2 separate regions of the Anas platyrhynchos genome follow, and region 2 is linked to region 1. A link is a contact called in public Hi-C data. All regions are on one chromosome and are shown on one strand. The core of a region is the stretch at or near the end of the contact, and the rest is flanking DNA. Distances in the headings are between cores, read along the strand shown.

What was found. Hi-C and Micro-C count contacts between places; a contact is called where the count stands out from the background.
Region 2: a contact with region 1 is called in a Hi-C map of small yellow follicle, with 4 times the contacts expected there. The contact joins two enhancer-like sites. A contact is called at or near these places in 2 of 8 Hi-C or Micro-C datasets (F5 follicle and small yellow follicle).

What each region holds. Positions count from the first base shown.
Region 1 is chr7:38,209,658-38,214,191 of IASCAAS_PekinDuck_T2T, reverse strand. All of the region lies in intron 2 of HECW2 (HECT, C2 and WW domain containing E3 ubiquitin protein ligase 2), which reads left to right. Among named protein-coding and RNA genes, the nearest start is that of STK17B, 92 kb to the right of the region's middle. Within about 2 kb of position 1,966, at least 4 of the 8 cell types and tissues checked have an H3K27ac peak or open chromatin away from gene starts, as enhancers often do. A contact at or near this core is called in small yellow follicle, where this site is marked.
Region 2 is chr7:38,278,509-38,283,042 of IASCAAS_PekinDuck_T2T, reverse strand. All of the region lies in intron 1 of HECW2 (HECT, C2 and WW domain containing E3 ubiquitin protein ligase 2), which reads left to right. Among named protein-coding and RNA genes, the nearest start is that of CCDC150, 25 kb to the left of the region's middle. Within about 2 kb of position 2,767, at least 2 of the 8 cell types and tissues checked have an H3K27ac peak or open chromatin away from gene starts, as enhancers often do. A contact at or near this core is called in small yellow follicle, where this site is marked.

The DNA of each region.
Region 1 (4,534 bases), core at 717-3,216:
AGAAATTGTGGTGTTTTTCGTTATCTTTATGTCAGGTATTCTGGTTAATTAGTCCTTTGAGCTGCTACTATGCCTCCAAATACCATGTTGTGTAAGGGTCCGTGGAGATGCTCTGATCCCCAACATGAAGTGCTAGTGGGTGTATACAAGGAAACAAGACATACAATTCTTGAAAAAGTAGGAAATGGTCTATTTTATGGCCTGTGTCAGAAGAAAGGCTGTCTGTGAAAAATGAGAGCAAGGATCCTTGCTTACTGCTCTGCTAATTTAAACTTCAAAGGCAAGAAGTATTGCTTGTTTCCTATTTGGATGGGGGTGTATGTTATGGCTTCTCCCTTTGCTCAGCTTCTGCAGCCGAAGAAGGCAAGTGTTAGAGAAATACAGCATATTCCTCACCATCCTGCCAGCCATGGGTCAGAAAGTGAATAATTGCTTGTGCTGTGTAAAGTAGTACAGTGCAATAAATGTCAATAATGCAATGCATTTGCTTTGCAGGCAGTCACGGAGCGTGCCACTCAAGAGGGTGCAAGTAGAGGCTTTCCCCTTTTTAACCACAGAGCAGAGCAGCAAGGGGATGGATATGAATCTTTCTCCCGGTGTGCAAGGGAACAAATTGCTGTGGCACCCTGAGAAACAGCCACCTCCCAGCTTGTTTGACTCGGGGTCCCGATATTAAATACCTGTCTACAAGTGTAGTGACGGTACCTGTACATAGGCTGGAGTTCAGAAATGCCACCCAGCATTCCCTTCCTGGACTGAGGCCAGAGCCGGCCACACACTCCAGTCTGTTCTTGAGGTCATGCCCTTGCCTGGAAAGAAGAGCCCAGAGGGCTGCTTTTTTTCATGTGCGAGGCTAGAAGATACACGACAGTCTGGGAACTTTGTTCCTCTCACCTTTTTAGGGGCTTGCTCTGTTGGTATGCAAGAGAGAACGGTTTCCAGCCACCTCATCTTACGTTTCCAGCAATGGTTTGAATTTTTCTTGCAGTAGTCAAATTCTGATGTTCTTTCCCCTCGTGCCTCTGGAAAGTACAATTCCTAGAGGTGCTTATGGAAACAAAATGTTACAGCAGCTTTCAGTTCCTTGTTAGCAAAAAGTCTGTCGTACTTTCTGTGACTGGAAGTATTTGTTGGAAATTTGTCAAGCTGAGGAGGAATAAGTAGTCCTGTAAGTGTTGTTTTTCTTCCTTTTTATTATTTTTTTTTTATTTTTTTTTATTTTTTCCCTCCGGTTTTCACTAGGAAAAAGTAAAATTTGCCTTGAGAGGTTTCACACCATACTCCACAAGCATGCAGTTCCTCATTGTGTGCTGGGAAGGACATGGGCTGCAGGCTGTGGACCAGGTCTGGGCATCTGCTGCAATACTTGAACCCTACTTGCAAACCAGCCTCCAAGCACCCCGCTTGTCTGTGTGGTACTGGGACTGCTTTAGCATGGTTTGGGTCCTTGCCATGATTTTAAGGGTTTTTAAGTCCGTTTCTGGTGTCCGCCAGGAAGCTCAGAGCATCTACTGACCTTCACAAGGAGGGGCAGGGATGGCAGCACTCGGCCCCGTGCTTCTCCTCCTGCTGAGGCGTGCACTGTGGGCACTTACCCTGGGCTAACGGCAGCTTCACCCCAGCTAAACGTCCCAGAGCGGTCTGCTCTACTCTGAAACACCTGGATTTGTAGGGGAGGCCTGTGGGCGGGTGAAATATGGGGTAAACAAAGGCCAGCACTTCCAGTGGGCTCTCGCTGCACTTGTCACTGTGTCGGCCTTGCGGTTGTTTCTAGGGTTTAAAATCCTCCTGTGTACACCAGCCTGCTCCCCGTTGCGTGGGCCGTGGGCTGTGTTTTGGTATCCTCCCATGGAACAGGCAAGGAAGGAAGTGCAGGGAGGATGGGGCTTTTGCATCCTGTACCCTTCAGAGGGGAGTGGCCACAAACAGATTAGTTTGAAGGACATAATACTTCATATGTTTTAACATGGGCTGTTTGGACACAGATAAAAACCTTGGGTAAAGGAGAAGAGGCAGACAGTTGTGTGTTGCTGCTAGAAACTGTCTGGGAGTTCGAGGACATCCTTCTGAAATCCTTTCCTTAAAATGACAGGAGGAAGAGAGAACGGAGAAGCAGCTCGAGAAGCAGTGACTCTGCAGCAGTGTTAATGCAGAGCTAAAGCTTCCAAAGTTGAGCTACACAGCCTGGCTCTGGAAGGCAACTTCTGCAGAAAATACTGTTTGTGGCTGGGAGCAGGGATGCTACTTTCAGGATCCATCCTGTAAACACTGATTTTTTTTCTTAATTCTCCAGTTTGTTAATTGGACTCAAATGGAGGCATGCAGTTTAGGATCCACAGATACCCTTTGGAACGGCCAGGTAAGGCTCGATGGTGCCACAAAGTATTGCTCTCGTTTCAGCGTTGTGCTGCCCACACTGGTGCTACCTTCTGGGAAAAATACTCCGGTTCTACTAGAAAGCCCCCAAACTGTTTCTAGACTGATATTGGGAATTATGTGAATATCCCAGGCTGTATGCTGCATGCAGTGAGTTAACAGTTGGTTGCAGAGCAGTAGGTGATACGTGGTGTATTTTAAATGGGTTGCTATAATGCGATTTATTCTAATACTTGTTTTCAATGAACACTCTGCCTGCAAGTGCTAATTTGCTTACCGGCTTTCCAGAAGAGGAACGAGGCCTCAGGGAATGAAAGTTGTCTTCTCCATTAAATGTGTCCTGACGCAGTTTTGTATTGCTTTTAAGCATATTTTGGAGAAAAGGAGGAAATTAAACTATTTCATTTTTTTTCATTGAACACTGTGCTACTTCTACAATGATTACCCGCAGGTTATTATTGCTAATTTTTTGTATTTGTAGGATTAAAATGAGGGTACAAAGACAAAATACCGCACAAAATTTAGTGTTAGAAACTTGTGTCATCAGTTGCTCAAAATGCACAGTTGGTACTCTCAGTCATGTTCTTGCTAATTTTACATTTTTGGTGCTGGTCTCTTTTATTGCTTGGAACCCTTTCCTCACAACATCAAGCGGGGGGCACTTACTGGCAGCAGGGCTGGGATTTTGGAAGCCATGCAGTAGAATGCCTGTACAGCAGACTTCTGTTCTACACTGCAAATGCCATCCTAAAAACGTCCTGATGCTTGACTCAAAATTAAGTTCAGGATTATCTTCCAATGCAGCTGTTAACTTACAACCCTGTAAGTCTTAAAGACTAAGATAAACGATAACATAAAATGGACAGAGGATGATACTAAACAGTATGCTTATGAGAGAAACTGGTATCAAATCAGAGAATCTCAGCTTGAGGCAAACCTATACTTAGCCTTGCCATCTACCAGCCTTCCAGCTCCTCTGATGTACACTGTAAGAGAACACCTGATGAAAGAAATAATGTTTAGAACAATGCTTTGTGAGTGTCCCTGGGCTGGGAATACACACACCCCTTGGTAACGCATCATCTTCAGTGCCCAGGAATTTATTAAAGTTAACCCAAAATGCTACGGGGTCAGCGTTCTGACAATCTGAACTTAATTTAAGTTTTAAAATTAAGAATAAACAATACAAGCTCTTAAAAAGATTTTGCATAGAACTTCTTCCAGGAAGGGATGAAAAAACAGAGATTAGGAGGTAAATCCCAGGATAACAGAATTATGTGGGGATACAATGCTGTTACCAACATGATTGATCTTTTCTGAGCTCAGCTGCATGGATTTTCAAGAGCTGTGAATTAGAAAAATCCATATACGGCAGCGAAAGATGAAAATTATAAAATTGTATGTAATTAAATCCATTCAGTGACATTCTGAATCTCTTTAGCAGCACCTTCTCTCTGAGCTCTGTGTTCAAGCATCTATAAATAAGTTATTTGATTGCAGTAGGGAACTTCAGCATTTTTTTCCTATGCAATAAATCCACGATATTTTATTATTAGGAGTTTGTAACTTCTTTAACGCTTTTGATTTTTAAGAGTAAAAATCCTTTGTGTTCCTGGAGATGAGCCTGTTCTCACACAGCCTAACACTAGAGACCACAGAAGGTGGGACCAGAAGATGAGCATTGGTTTGCACGTGAGCAGTCTGTGCACTGGGAATATCAGGCTGCCTTCGGTAACAACCAGTAGCAGTTCTTGCTTTTAACTTGTTTTGTTGTCTAAGACTATATCTGTTTTTGTTTTTTTTTTTGGTGGGTTGAAACCTGGCTGAACTGCTGCCTTTGATGTGTTGTGATCAGTTGTGAGCTGGTCCTTCCCCTCCGCTCTGCACTGGTAAGACCGCATCCCAGTGCACTGGGCTGCAGTACAGAGGATGCATGGATGCACTGGAGCTTCTGGTGGCTCTTACTCTTGTACAAGTGCTGTTTTATTGTGCAAACTCGTTGGTAAAAATGATGCTGCCATCTTTCATGCAGCTGCCCATACGTTTACTCAGTACTTGCGTATTGCCTTGCACATGAGATAGCTGTGCCGGGCTGACAGCTGGCAGGGGGAGCTGCCTCCCCTGCACAGCCACGGTAGGGCTGGGGACACGGGGACAG
Region 2 (4,534 bases), core at 1,518-4,017, 68 kb before region 1:
TGGGAGTGGGTAAGGAGTGGAGGGAGTTGTCGTGACATAATTAATATTTTGGGTTTTGTTCTTTGTATCAGCAGTGGAAATTATCTGGGAATTGTCTGGGAATTATTAGCCCTTGGTAATAAAGAAAAGAATGTTAAAATTGAACAGTGAAATATACAGCGGAATCGTTGAGCTGGTGGTTCTTGATGCTGGTGTACAACAAATCACAAAATGAGGAGGAAAACCGCAGAATTGTTCAGATAGTTTAGGTGATTTGGTTCCGATTTCTTATGGGGCATGCCTCTGTTCCTCTGAGAAGCTGCACAGGGACACACACAGTCTGATTTGCGGACTTCTAGTCATAAAAACTTTAATAACATTGTCAATATGCCTCTATGCCTTGTATTGACCACAGCAGAAAGATACGAGGTAACAACAATTAACATTTACATAATAAGCCCACCTAAATATTGCATGGAGGACAGTCAAATGTGTTCTCTTAAGTGCTACGATGGCCAGGATCCATTGGCTAGGATCCTCTTGAAAATCAGATTAAAAGTTTCTGTGCTTGACAAATACAATGTCATTAGTTTAAAAATTCCCTGAAGGCTGGTATTGTAATTAGATGAGCCTGAAGCTTACAGCAGTAAAATTCATTTTCCTCCAGGAATGACAAACAGCATCTTTTTTAAAAAGAAAAAATAAAATACATTGACTGATCCTTGTCAGAGCGAGTAACCACGGTAGGAAAGAAGAGTTTGCCAGGAATAAATGCGACAGCTGAAGCCACAGCTCCTTACAGTCAGCGGGGTGGCCCAGCCGCAGGATGGTGGGAAGCAGCAAGATCTGCAAGAGTCCTGCTGAAAGAGTACTGACAAGTGATCATTCATGAGGTGCCGAAGTGGGGATGCATGTTACAGGTGCTGAGTATTCGCAAAAATAGCCACAAAAAAATTACAGAACCAGCAACTCATTTTGGATCTTGTTTGTCACAAAAACGTCCTCCCATCTTTGGGTGATTCTTTGTTCTTTCAAAGAGTGTGAAATTCGTAGTTCTAGGCTACAGCATTCTGGCTTCAAAAGCTGTGCTTGTGAAGCTGTGTATTCTCTTTAGTTAAGATGTATTTTAAAGCCAGCTATTCGGCTCAGTAGGTTGTGTTAATTTGCTGCAGCATTACTGGTTTGAATCTTTGAAGCTGGTACTTTGAGAAAGTAGTGATTCTCTCATACGAAACAGGAGTAGAGACTGTGAACTCATCTCTTTAAAATGCAACCACAGCTACATAAAAACGTCACCTATGTTTCTTCGCTTACTGCTCTAATAAAGACACCTACATTGACTAAATGAACGTAGATATTGTTATCAAGGACGTAATTCCTCAAATATTTGTATTGCATAGGAAAATTACAAACCTGACTGTGGTGGGCTCTCTGAGACTGTTGAAACTTTGGTTGGGGTGAGCAGGGCTGTCGAGGTACCTGCTGTCCAGCCGCTTGAAAGTAGCATGGATCAGACAGATCAGTGTTTTGTGAGAAGAGCATTTATCATGTATGCCACGTGGCTTCAGCATCTGTTCCCTGGCTTGTTCTGTGTACAAGTAGAGGTACAGCCCTAAAGGCAAGGCTCTATGTTTTGGGGTTAGAAAAGGCACCAATTCCGTTCTTGTTTCCAAGAGAGGAAAAAACAAACAAACAAAAAAACCCCAAAACCACTCTCCTCTTGATGAGAAAACAAAACTTAAGAAGATTTATTGCCTATTGTTGTTTCAAGTGTATGTGTCCATAAATATGTACAGATATACACCTTGTTTCATAAAATATCTGGCTTCACGTTGCAAGTAACGTCATGTTGAGTAATGTCCAGATCATTGCAAAAATGCTGTGAGGATCTAAGTATGTGTAGAAAAGTATCAGAACTAGAATAAATGCCAGAGTTCATTGTTGTTTTCAACTATGTTTTTGACACAGATGCTTGCCTGATAATCTCTGTGTGAAGTTATGGCATCCTTCTGTTTTTCTAAAATGGTTTCACTGTTTGTTTTGGAAGATTTTTTTGGTTTTATGTTATTTTCTTTTTTGTTTGTTTGTTTTTGTTTTATTACTGATATTAATAGAAACTGCAGGCAGGGACATAGACTTAAGTACTGGATTTCTAGCAAAGGCAAATTAATAAGGTTTTGGTTTAGATGTACTCCTGAAAGCTTTTTTTTTTTTTTTAATTGTCTGTATTGCACTTGTTATGTTTGCCTCATCGTGATCACCAACTGAAACCACCAGCTGCCAAGGCTTTAAGAACATGAAGTCAGGAGATTTGTAGCTCTTCTATGGCTTGCTGTACACTTTTCTCAGTTTACAAAGTTTGAGGTATTGTAGACACAAGTACGTTCAGTGCCTCTTGATATAAGCTTTATCAGTCTTCAGTTAGCCGTAAAGAGACAGTCCTTGCATCTTTAAGGAAAAAAAAGGCTGACAAGTTTTGTTTCTTGTTTCTGAGGATAAATGTATTTCTATTACATTTGCTGATTATAAATGTATGGGGTAAATAAAATCAGTGTAAGGAGGACTAATATATGTATGTAATTTTATTACTTTAATGGGAGAAGTACCTCATGTTGGCAAGAATGAATCTCCTGTTTCACGGCTTTTTATCTTACTGTAAATGTGTGATTAGTGTTTATTTATATTTTTTTTTATTCAGTACTGAAGTCCATTTTGGCTCTGCTCTTAAAAGAAAAGATAAGCCACAGGTCTCATGCCTTTCACTGTGTCTCCTTTCCAAGGTTTGTGGTGTTACTGTTACCAAATAAGTCTTTTTCTTTCCAATGTTTTGATAAAAATCCACCCAAACAGAAGAGGAGACTGCTGTGAGGGAAAAAAAACAAAACAACACAAGAATGAACACTTAAACTCTCAAGTACTCAGCCTGGAAATATAGAAGTACTTTTCCTCAAATCTTTCTGCTCTGTAATCTTCAGTTTTATCTGAGGCTCTCATACACTCACACATTTCTGACAGATTAACATCATTTTCTAAATTCATGACATCCCTTTTGTAATGCCTAAGACAATGTTGGCTATCTGTATATTTGACAAAGACTTTCTTTACTAAAATATGCATTGATTAACAATGTGTGAAACAACATAATGGAAATAATCTTCCTAAGTACAGATGACAAAGAGTTCAACCCTTTAAATACTTCAGATACAGGAGAATCCTGGAAGAAGAAATATTTCCAAGCTTCATTTCTGAATGTAAAATGTGTTGATTTAGTGTCTTTGCTGATTGTATAGCATTTGGCTAACAAAAAGCATAGTGAAAGAGTAAAGGGTTTAACGTTCTACTGAGTATGCTTTGTGGCTGGTGACACAGGCTGTAACCCAGCTTGTCAAGTAATTATTTTGCTCTGAGTCCACAACTCTAACAGAAATTGATGAATGCTCACTCATGTAAGTAGCCCTATGAAAAATCAATGTCATAATCTCTCCTTGTTAGTACGGAAACAGGTGTGAAATCACTCCCTGCCCCTGCAGTCTTAATAGTGGGGACAGGGAGATGGCATCCCAAAACTATCCCACGGGTTCTGGTTGTGCACCTTCCTGCTGTCGTGGATGACTTATCTCTTTGTTCCTCCTCTGTACGTTGTAAGTGTAACCCTGATTCATTATGGAAGCTGCTAATGACATCTTTCAGACTGACTCCCTAAGTCCAATACAAGTTGTTGAAGCCTCGGAATGGTGTCTTCTAAGGAAGGAGAAAAAATTGAAGCCTTGCATCGTGTGGAAAAGAAATGAATCTTCTCCGCTGAGTGCTGCACTGAACGATTTGGATAGCTGGTCTTGTAACACTACTGTTATTTTTCTGAAAGTTTCCCAACTTAATGAGGTTTACTGAAAAAGGAAACAGTTGTAAGCCTGATTACAGCTCATGTAAATGGGCCTAATTCTTAATTGGGCTACTCTGATTTATACTCCTTAAAACAGGTCAATTACAATTTAAATTAAGTGGATTAAAAGAATATAGTCCACTTTGATAAATGGATCTGATCAGTTTTTCCTTCAACCTGTGCAATATGCTGAGAAACCTGTTTTAAAATACTGTGGGATGCAGTTTACTACATAAAAATAGCAAAAATATTGGGTGACATGTTCACATTTGATGTATATAAGGAAAAAAGCTTTCTAGTGTGAATATTTTACTTTCCAGCTTTCCTATGAAATAGGCTCTTCAGTGGGTATGGGTATGGCTGCATGTACATCACCTTTGCAAGACATTAGATAGCTTATTATTAGATAGCTTAGTTTAACTGGAGTTGATTTCACCTATTTCACCTTCTGGCCAAAACTGAACGTGTAATACTGCCAGCTATTTTTTTTTTCGTGTGTGTGTATGCACAGAAATACAGAGTAGCTGTAAGTCTTTATTCATTACTTATACATGGGGAGGACCCAAGCAATAAAGAATTCCAAGTGCTTGTAGCTTTGTTCCGATCAGTGCAGGAAAAGTTTTGTACAGGCATTCGTTGTGGAAAGACTGAGTAGTGCTGGGAACTGTTCCA